2 separate regions of the Mus musculus genome follow, and region 2 is linked to region 1. Evidence: chromatin contacts called from public promoter capture Hi-C data. All regions are on one chromosome and are shown on one strand. The core of a region is the stretch at or near the end of the contact, and the rest is flanking DNA. Distances in the headings are between cores, read along the strand shown.

Region 1 (3,859 bases), core at 473-2,972:
TCTCCAGACATCAGATTACAATTTCCTACTTGTTTAAGGTTCCTCTTCCCCCTCAGATGAGCTGCACACTTATCTATGAGCCACCGGAAGGACAGCTTAGGTTATGCTGATGCAATTGTGTAGAGAATGGATCAGTTTGAGCAACTACAAGCTAAACTTCATTAAGATACCACTTAAGTTTCTCTCCCCGTCCCTGGCAGGGCTACTCTAAGGGTTGGCTAGCTAATGACCTAAAGCGATGTCTAGGTTGTCTGCACACACTGGGCACTTTCTCTCACCAGAGGATACCACACTGCTTCTCTCCCTTGTACTGCACGGTACACTTCTGCCAATTGCATCAGGACCACTTACCAACTTCAGTCCTGGTGCTTTAAGACAGGCAGTGTTGCTAAAGCTGGCTCCAAACTGCTGGCGAAATAATCCTTCCACCTCAGCCCCTGAGTGGCTATGATTACCAACACTAGAGTTGGTTCCAACCTGAAATCTGAAGTCTGTTTCCTTAGAAAAGAGGAAGCCTTGCCCACATGTTACAGGGTTACATGTGAAGTTTAATTAGAAACATACGGCTGATATATATACTTTACCAGCTTAACCATATGGAACGATAGCTCACGTCAATACCACTAAACTCACAGTACACATGAAAGAGATACCTGCTTTCAAGACCATCTGAAAACGTCCGATCAACATGCTCGCTCTTGCTGCTCTGAGGGTCCGGCTTCTTCAGTGGCATCTTCTGTCTCAGAAGGTCCCCTGCAGCCCTGCCCTCAGGCACAACTTTGCTGGCAGACAGAGGTGTTCCAAATCTTTGAGAACGACGTTCAGAAGACAGGACTGGAAATAAGAAGAACAAGCCCCATAGCAAGTCTTTCCGGCCAGTCTCTGTTCAGAGAGGAGGCACAGAGCCTGCTCTTGTCAACATCTGTTACTGTCCAGTACCAGGGGCTTTGTGGGACAAGAGGATCGTCACGTTAGCCCGTGCTTAGCTTTCATATGCCATGCCTATGATGCAAAAGGCTGCCGAGAGGCTCAGTTGTTAAGGACACTGGCTGTTCTCCCGGAGGAGCCAGGTTTGGTTCCCAGCACCTAGTGATATTTCACGACAGCTCTAACTCCAGGTCCCGGGGATCTGATATTCTCCTCTGACTTCCACAGGCATCAGGCACACACGTGGTGTGGACAAAGTGTAGGTAAAGGTACATAAAATCAAACTAAAACTTAGAAAGAAAGACGAAGAGGTGCACCTCTACAGGAAGAATGTTTTAGAAGGTATAATGTAAATTAGCAAGTGGGCTATCCCTAGCTAACGCAGGCAACAAGTGCTTGGGTCAAGAGCGTTGACTCAGAGGAGTGGCGGCGCACACCTTTATCTCAGCACTTAGGAAGAGGTAAGAGATCTCTGTGAGTTTGACGCCAGCCTGGTCTATATAGTGACCAGCAAGGGCCACACAGAGAAACCCCGAGTCAAAAGAGAGTCTTTCCTGGTAAGTTGAGACATCAGCTGTATCCTGCTGTAGATGGTTACCAAACACCGCTGAAACATAGGCTAGTCATGGGAACAGGGGAACAAGAAAGCATTACAGATAAACTGCTGAGATACTCGGCTTCCTCCAACATGGCACTTGAGCAGCTGCTGCCAGAACCACAGTCCTAGCAGGAGGTAAGAGAATGACCTCACGTGGGTAGCGTACAGGAGACTGTTGAATACAGGGATGCGCAGTGGGGGCTGGTGGCACAAGCCCGACACCACATCCTCTCCAGAGGCTCAGACAGCAAGCTACAGGCCTGTGTGAGTCCAAGGACAGCCTGGGAAACTTAGCCAAGCCTTGTCTAAAAAGAGAGGATTTCAGAAAAGGAGGCTATGTCTGGAGGGACAAGTGCTTGCTAACCATATGTCAAGCTGAGTTTGCCCCCAAGGATCTCAAACACAGCAGCACAGATGACTCCCTCAACCCCCGTGCAGAAGGGCATGGCTGAGGGAAGTGTGATGGCTCAGGTCTGCTTCCTCTGCATTGTACCCCTAGCCCAGCTTGTCTCGGAACCTCACAGACAGACTGGCACTGCATGGCAGAGACAGCTATGGCATCACTTGGAGAACAGGCACAAGCCCGCACTCGTCTCAATATTTGATGTGCACGCAGGCTTGCCAGCACAGAACCCACTTCTAGCCATCAGCGTGTGGGCTCTTTCATGGGAAAGTCACTCTCCACCATTCACTCCAGCCCCCAGTTGGCCCAAACACCGCTCTTCAGTCTCAGCAAAGCTACAAACCTGAGAATGACTTCACTGGGCTCTCGATTCTGAAAAACCCAGCATCAAACACTATTTTGTCAACTTCCTTTGTGTTCTCCGGAGCTGCTGCGTGGGCCTGCACTTCCTGCTGTGGCCTGCCTTTCATTGCATTCTTTATGGCTGCAAGGCGACTCCTAGCTGCCGCTCGTCCGTCGTCATCCTGCTTTGCTTTGCTTGTTCTACCGGGCACAATTTTTTTCTGCAAGGAGAAATAGTAATTAAAGGTATGTTCATTACCACCTTCTCCTGTTCCTGTGGTACTGAGGACTGACCCCAGAGCCCTCCCTGTGCATACCAGGAAATCGTTCTTCCACTGAAGTTAAGTCCGTAGCCCTTTTAACTTTTATTCTGAGACAGGGTCTCACTATGTTGTCCCCCATGGCTTGAATGCACACCTGTTTCAGCTCAGGACCAGCTGATATTAAGGGGACATCATCCCACCGACTGAGCACCACCTTGTGGCGTCTGATGGTGTGGATGAAAACGACCCCCATAGGCTCATGCGTGGGAATGGCTGGTCCCCAGTCAGAACTGTTAAGGCAGAATTAGAGGTGGCCCTGCTGAAGTAGGTATGCCCTTGTTGGAGGAGGTGGGGATGGGGGCTGGTGGATGAGGTTTCATAAAGTTCTCTCCAAACAACCAAACAATGTAGAAGGAGAGACATCTGGTGGTCACAGGCAGAATTACAATTCTTATATGATAGAGACACTGATAAATTACTTTGAGAGCTAAACACACAATTAAGAAATACCCACAGTATGTCAGGAGCAAGTCTGTAATCCCAGCATCCTGGAAGCTGAGGCAGGAGGATTCTGCTAAGCCTGTCCCTGCGCCCCCAGCATAGCTGTAGCCATTTTGTTCCATGCCCACCAGCTATTTCATATTGTTGCCTGCCAGTCATTGACACAGAAAATACCAGACCCAGACTGGGGGGCATGCTTCCCACAGAACCTGTCATGGTGCTGAATGTTATAAGGCTTGCTAATCTTAGATCCCACAGCTGTAAGCTTCACAAAGGACCCATCAAATCAAAGATCAATATCAACTGTTATGTTTAAAATGGCTTGAGTCAGGGCTGACCACCGGGCAGCCCTTCAGCACCTGCGCATGAACTCACTGTGGTTTCAGCCTCTATAAGCTGGCCCTGAGAAATGTCCAGTGCACAGCTTTGAGCTGTTGCCCTGGTTGATCGGTCTCAGGGTATGTGTTCAATAAACCATCCTTGTTTAACTGAGATCAATATTCGCCTGGTTTATGGGGTGACTCCTGGACCCCAACAGATTCTATGTTTGAATTCAGGCTGGGATATTTAGTAAGACCCATCCCAAAAAACAATTATCATTATACTAGCCATTTTTTATAAATAACATCCTTTACCATTAAAGAAGATGTAAAGTGTGTTCAACGATCTGACCATTCTTCTCAGATCTTTGTACTGTGATCTCATTGAGAGGAAATAATAAAGTTTATTTTACTGAGACAGAATCAGAGCAGCTTTGTTTGCATAACATAGTATAAAGTGTCAGAAGGAGACTGACCGTTTGATAAACGTCCATTTGAGGTGTAC
Region 2 (3,859 bases), core at 784-3,283, 110 kb after region 1:
GCTCTAAATATGCAAATAGGACTTAACAGCTAATGTTAAGTTCCACTGTTGGGTAACCTGCCAGATTTCGTTTGGAGGTGTCTTACTTTTTTTTTTTTTTTTTCTGTGATTGAATTCCCTAGTGACTTCCCATTTCCCTCAAAGTGACTGTTAGCCTTTTAAGAAGAGCATTGGTAGATGGAGCTACGGTCAATGATATGTTAAAGGCAGCTCATATGAAAGAAACATTTAATGGAAAGATGGCTTAGCAGTTAAGAGACCTGAGGACCCAAGCCCAATCCCCAGCACCCACACGGTGCTCCCAACAGTCTGCAGCTCCAGTCACACGGCGCCTCTTCTCCTCCTCTGCTTTCCTTGGCGATGCATGTGCTTGTGAGTTTGTTAACTTTGGCCTGAGTAATAAGTAACATTCGATAGCTTGGGACACTTCAGTAAGACGCTTGCACCACTGAGTCAGCACACGCTGCAGAGACACACGTTTGTTGGGTGTTTACCACTTTACTGTATATCCTGGGCCAGGGTCTCTGTACTTGATCACTGTGCAGGTGTTAGAGGAACTTCTCTTCCTCTCTGAAGGCTCCAAAATTGAGTTCTGGTGACAAACCACAATAGATTAGCAAGAGAAAAGGCATGCACATTTTTGTATATTCTTCCTAGGGACACTGGAAGCTGAGGATACATGCAGTTTTTGAGTATTTTGAGTAAATGGTTTTAAGGGAAGATTAATAGCCACCAAGAACAGACAATAACAGTCAGGGGCAAAGTTCATCTGAGCTCTGGACATAGTGTTATCCCAGCCATCTTTTCCTGAAAGTCACTCTTTCCTGTTCTCCAGGTTATAGGGAGGAGAACTTAGGACTGCCATTCCTTATGGAAGAACTTTAGTCAGATTAGGAACTCCAGAGATGGAAGCAAGTTAGAGACCCTGGTTTTGAGATTGCTTTTATAGTTTTAAGTTTTATTTAGCATGTCAGCATGCCCAGCTCTGCAGCGTTACCTCTCATCACCTCTGAAGTCCAGAGAACCATCTGTTGTAACGCTCTCAGAGGACCCACAGCGTATTGCAAGGGGGGGAAGGGGGAAGGGCAGATAAGTATACTGTGACAAAAGAGAGAGAAATCGGATAATGTCTCAGGAAGATGTTGGCCATTCCATTTTAGCCTTCTCCTGCTACCTGTTTGTTTGAATTGTTAGGTGTGTGTATGTGTGTGAACACACATATGTTCATATTATCTTTCATCACCTTCTAGTTATTGATGCAGGATCTCTCTTTGAACCTAGAGCTCACCAATTCTGGCTAGCCTAGCCATCCAGCTTGCCCAGGAGTCTGTGTGTCTCTGCCTCCCAAGTGCTGAGATTACAGGCAGCTGGCCAGCCTGCCTGGCATTCCCTAACTGAGGGCTGGGCATCTGGTCCTCACACTTGTCAGGCTAGCGCTTAATCACTGAAGCAGCTCTTGTCCTTGACTTCCTGTTTCTGTGGCTTTGGGATGATGTTCTCTGATGTTTACCTTACAGCTAACTCAGTGTTCTTCAGCATCCGAGTCCTTTACCTCATGTTTTTGTTTCCAGAAATTCTTGATAAAATAGGTAAATGACTTCAGCTATTAAAGGGATTTCGAAATAAGCCTGGCCAACCTCCAATTGGTTTGCAAGTCAGGAAAAGACTTTGCTTATTGTGGAGGGGAATTTTTCACTTTCTTGAAGTGTATCTGTAGTGGTTGTGAAAGACCCCTGTTTCTGGGGAGACTCTTGCTCAAGTCCCGGGATGAGCCGATGCCCCAATAACTGGAGAGAAACCATTCTTGATGCAATATCTATCGTATGAGGTTTATCAGCATGCTGAGGCCAAGCTCATAACCCACCCAGGGGCAGAGAAGATCGGCCCCCAGCAGTTGCAGTCGAGGGCTTTTTGGAAAACTGAATGACCTGTGGTTGCTTGTTTGCTTATGAGTATGTGGGAAGAGGAAGCAGTGTCAGAGCACACTGTTTGCTCTTCAGAAGAGCTGGAACCGTGATATCTCACTGTTGCTAATTCCTTAGCGATTCCAGTTGTCCGTCAGTGGCTGGCTCGAGTGACCCAGTCACTCACATCCACTCTGGTAGGCAGTTAACTGCTTTACTCTAGTGAGAGTTTGGGTCTTAGGCATCATGGGAATGGCCTGCTAAGACGGCCAGTGCCCTTCACTTCAGAGCAGGCAGGCCATGTCATATTCCACTACTGCACATTCTCCTGCCTTGTTTTTACTGACAGATCCATGCATGACCAGTGAAGAAATGCCATGGGAAACAAGGTGATGATTTAAAATGGAAACAGAACTTCAGAGACAGAGGCAGAACGATCATTACAGATTAAAACAAGCTTGGCACTCAGTCTCAAAACATATGAAAAGGAAAGGAGGTGAGAAGGAATGAGGGTGTAAACTTCTGGGTCAATTAAATTCTTAGATTCCTCTATTAAGGAGTACATCTTACCTCTTTTTTGGTTTTGTTTTGGTTGTTTGTTTCTGTGCTGAATATTGAACCCAGGGTCTTGCGTGTTAGGTTACCACTGAGCTAAATACCTATGTTTCACACACATGGTTTAATTTTTCAGAAGATGTTTGTGGTTTGAGACAATAACTATTGTAACTAACGTGAGTAGATACCTCAGAGTCCCTTGCAACACCGTACATGTGGATTCCACATGGACCCAGGTGAAAGTGGGCATTCAACATTGTGAGGAATGGTGGTGGTTTTAGTTTCTGTTCTGTTGCTGTAAGGAGACACCATGACAAAGGCAACTTTTAAGAAAGGACATTTAACTGGGGGCCTGCTTACAGTTTCAGAGGGCGAATCCATCATGGTGGGAACATGGCAGCCAGCAAACAGGCATGGCACTAGAGCCACCACTCTGAACAGAGGCAGAGAGAGAAAGCCCTCCAGTAACACACTTCCTCCAGCAAGGCCGCGCCTCCTAAACCTTCCCAAACAGTTTAACCAACCAGGAAAACGAGCATTCAAATACTTGAGTCTATGGGACCCATTGTCCCTTCAGTAACTACAGTAAAGATCTACTTATAAGAGTATCCAGTTGCTAGGTTTTTACAGTCTCTGTTCCTCTTTTCAGTCTTCTGACACTATTGTCTTTTGCAGGCGAGAGGTTTTTGTTATTGTTGTTGTTGTTGTTCTTACCCCTAGCTGATGTGATGAAATCTAGGTCAGACTAGACATGGCTAATTGCTGTTTTCAGACCTTGTAATTCCCAGTGCTTTCCTCAGAAATGCTTCTCTTTTTGGAAGGAAGGGGTGGGCAAGAGGATTGGTCCAAGTTTCTTTACAAGCGTATGTTCAAGACCATCATCTGTGGTGTCTGGAAGGACCTCCTCCAGAACTTTCTCCATGTGAAAAATCACCTTGAATTGTGTTCATCAGATTTCCTTCAGTGAAAAAGTGGGATATTCTTGGTTATGAAACTGGCCTGCATTTGCCTTGGCATTGCCTATGTGAATTTGAAATACAGAATCTATAAATAACGAGGGACCTTTGAAAACATGGTCTAGAGAGACCTATACCGGGCTTTTCTTATTTTACTTTTGCTGGAGTGAGGATTGAGCTTGGAACCTTGTGCATACCAGGAAACAGTCCATCACTGCCATTACTGCAGGTTTGAAAAGCTTCTCCAGGCCCTGGGCCTTGTGGCTAGGACAGCGTGTAGTTGAGCAGACCCCTTAGCAAGCTCTTCTGTTAGCCTTAGAGGTAATGTGGGTAGCCATGGTGGGAGAGCCTGAGCCTGCTCCCAGTTGCTTTCACAGAGCACTTCCAACAGTCAGGATGGCAGGAATGTGCCAGCTTGGGGTCTCTGTTCACAGGTTCGCAGTA

Evidence for each region. Capture Hi-C pulls out chosen DNA fragments and counts their contacts.
Region 2: a contact with region 1 is called in a promoter capture Hi-C map of adipose tissue. The contact joins two enhancer-like sites. A contact is called at or near these places in 2 of 115 datasets of contacts at active chromatin or transcription factors (embryonic stem cells and memory CD8 T cells) and 3 of 9 other capture datasets (adipose tissue, liver and pancreatic islet).

The regions. Positions count from the first base shown.
Region 1 is chr14:47,393,484-47,397,342 of GRCm38.p6, forward strand. It overlaps Dlgap5 (DLG associated protein 5), which reads right to left. Exons shown (of 19, transcript NM_144553.2): 14 at 2,272-2,491; 15 at 654-834. Among named protein-coding and RNA genes, the nearest start is that of Lgals3, 22 kb to the left of the region's middle. Within about 2 kb of position 1,723, at least 74 of the 459 cell types and tissues checked have an H3K27ac peak or open chromatin away from gene starts, as enhancers often do. A contact at or near this core is called in adipose tissue, where this site is marked.
Region 2 is chr14:47,502,733-47,506,591 of GRCm38.p6, forward strand. All of the region lies in intron 1 of Fbxo34 (F-box protein 34), which reads left to right. It overlaps Gm35166 (a long non-coding RNA gene), which reads right to left. Exons shown (of 2, transcript XR_383410.3): 2 at 212-592. Among named protein-coding and RNA genes, the nearest start is that of Gm35166, 3.5 kb to the right of the region's middle. Within about 2 kb of position 2,034, at least 12 of the 459 cell types and tissues checked have an H3K27ac peak or open chromatin away from gene starts, as enhancers often do. A contact at or near this core is called in adipose tissue, where this site is marked.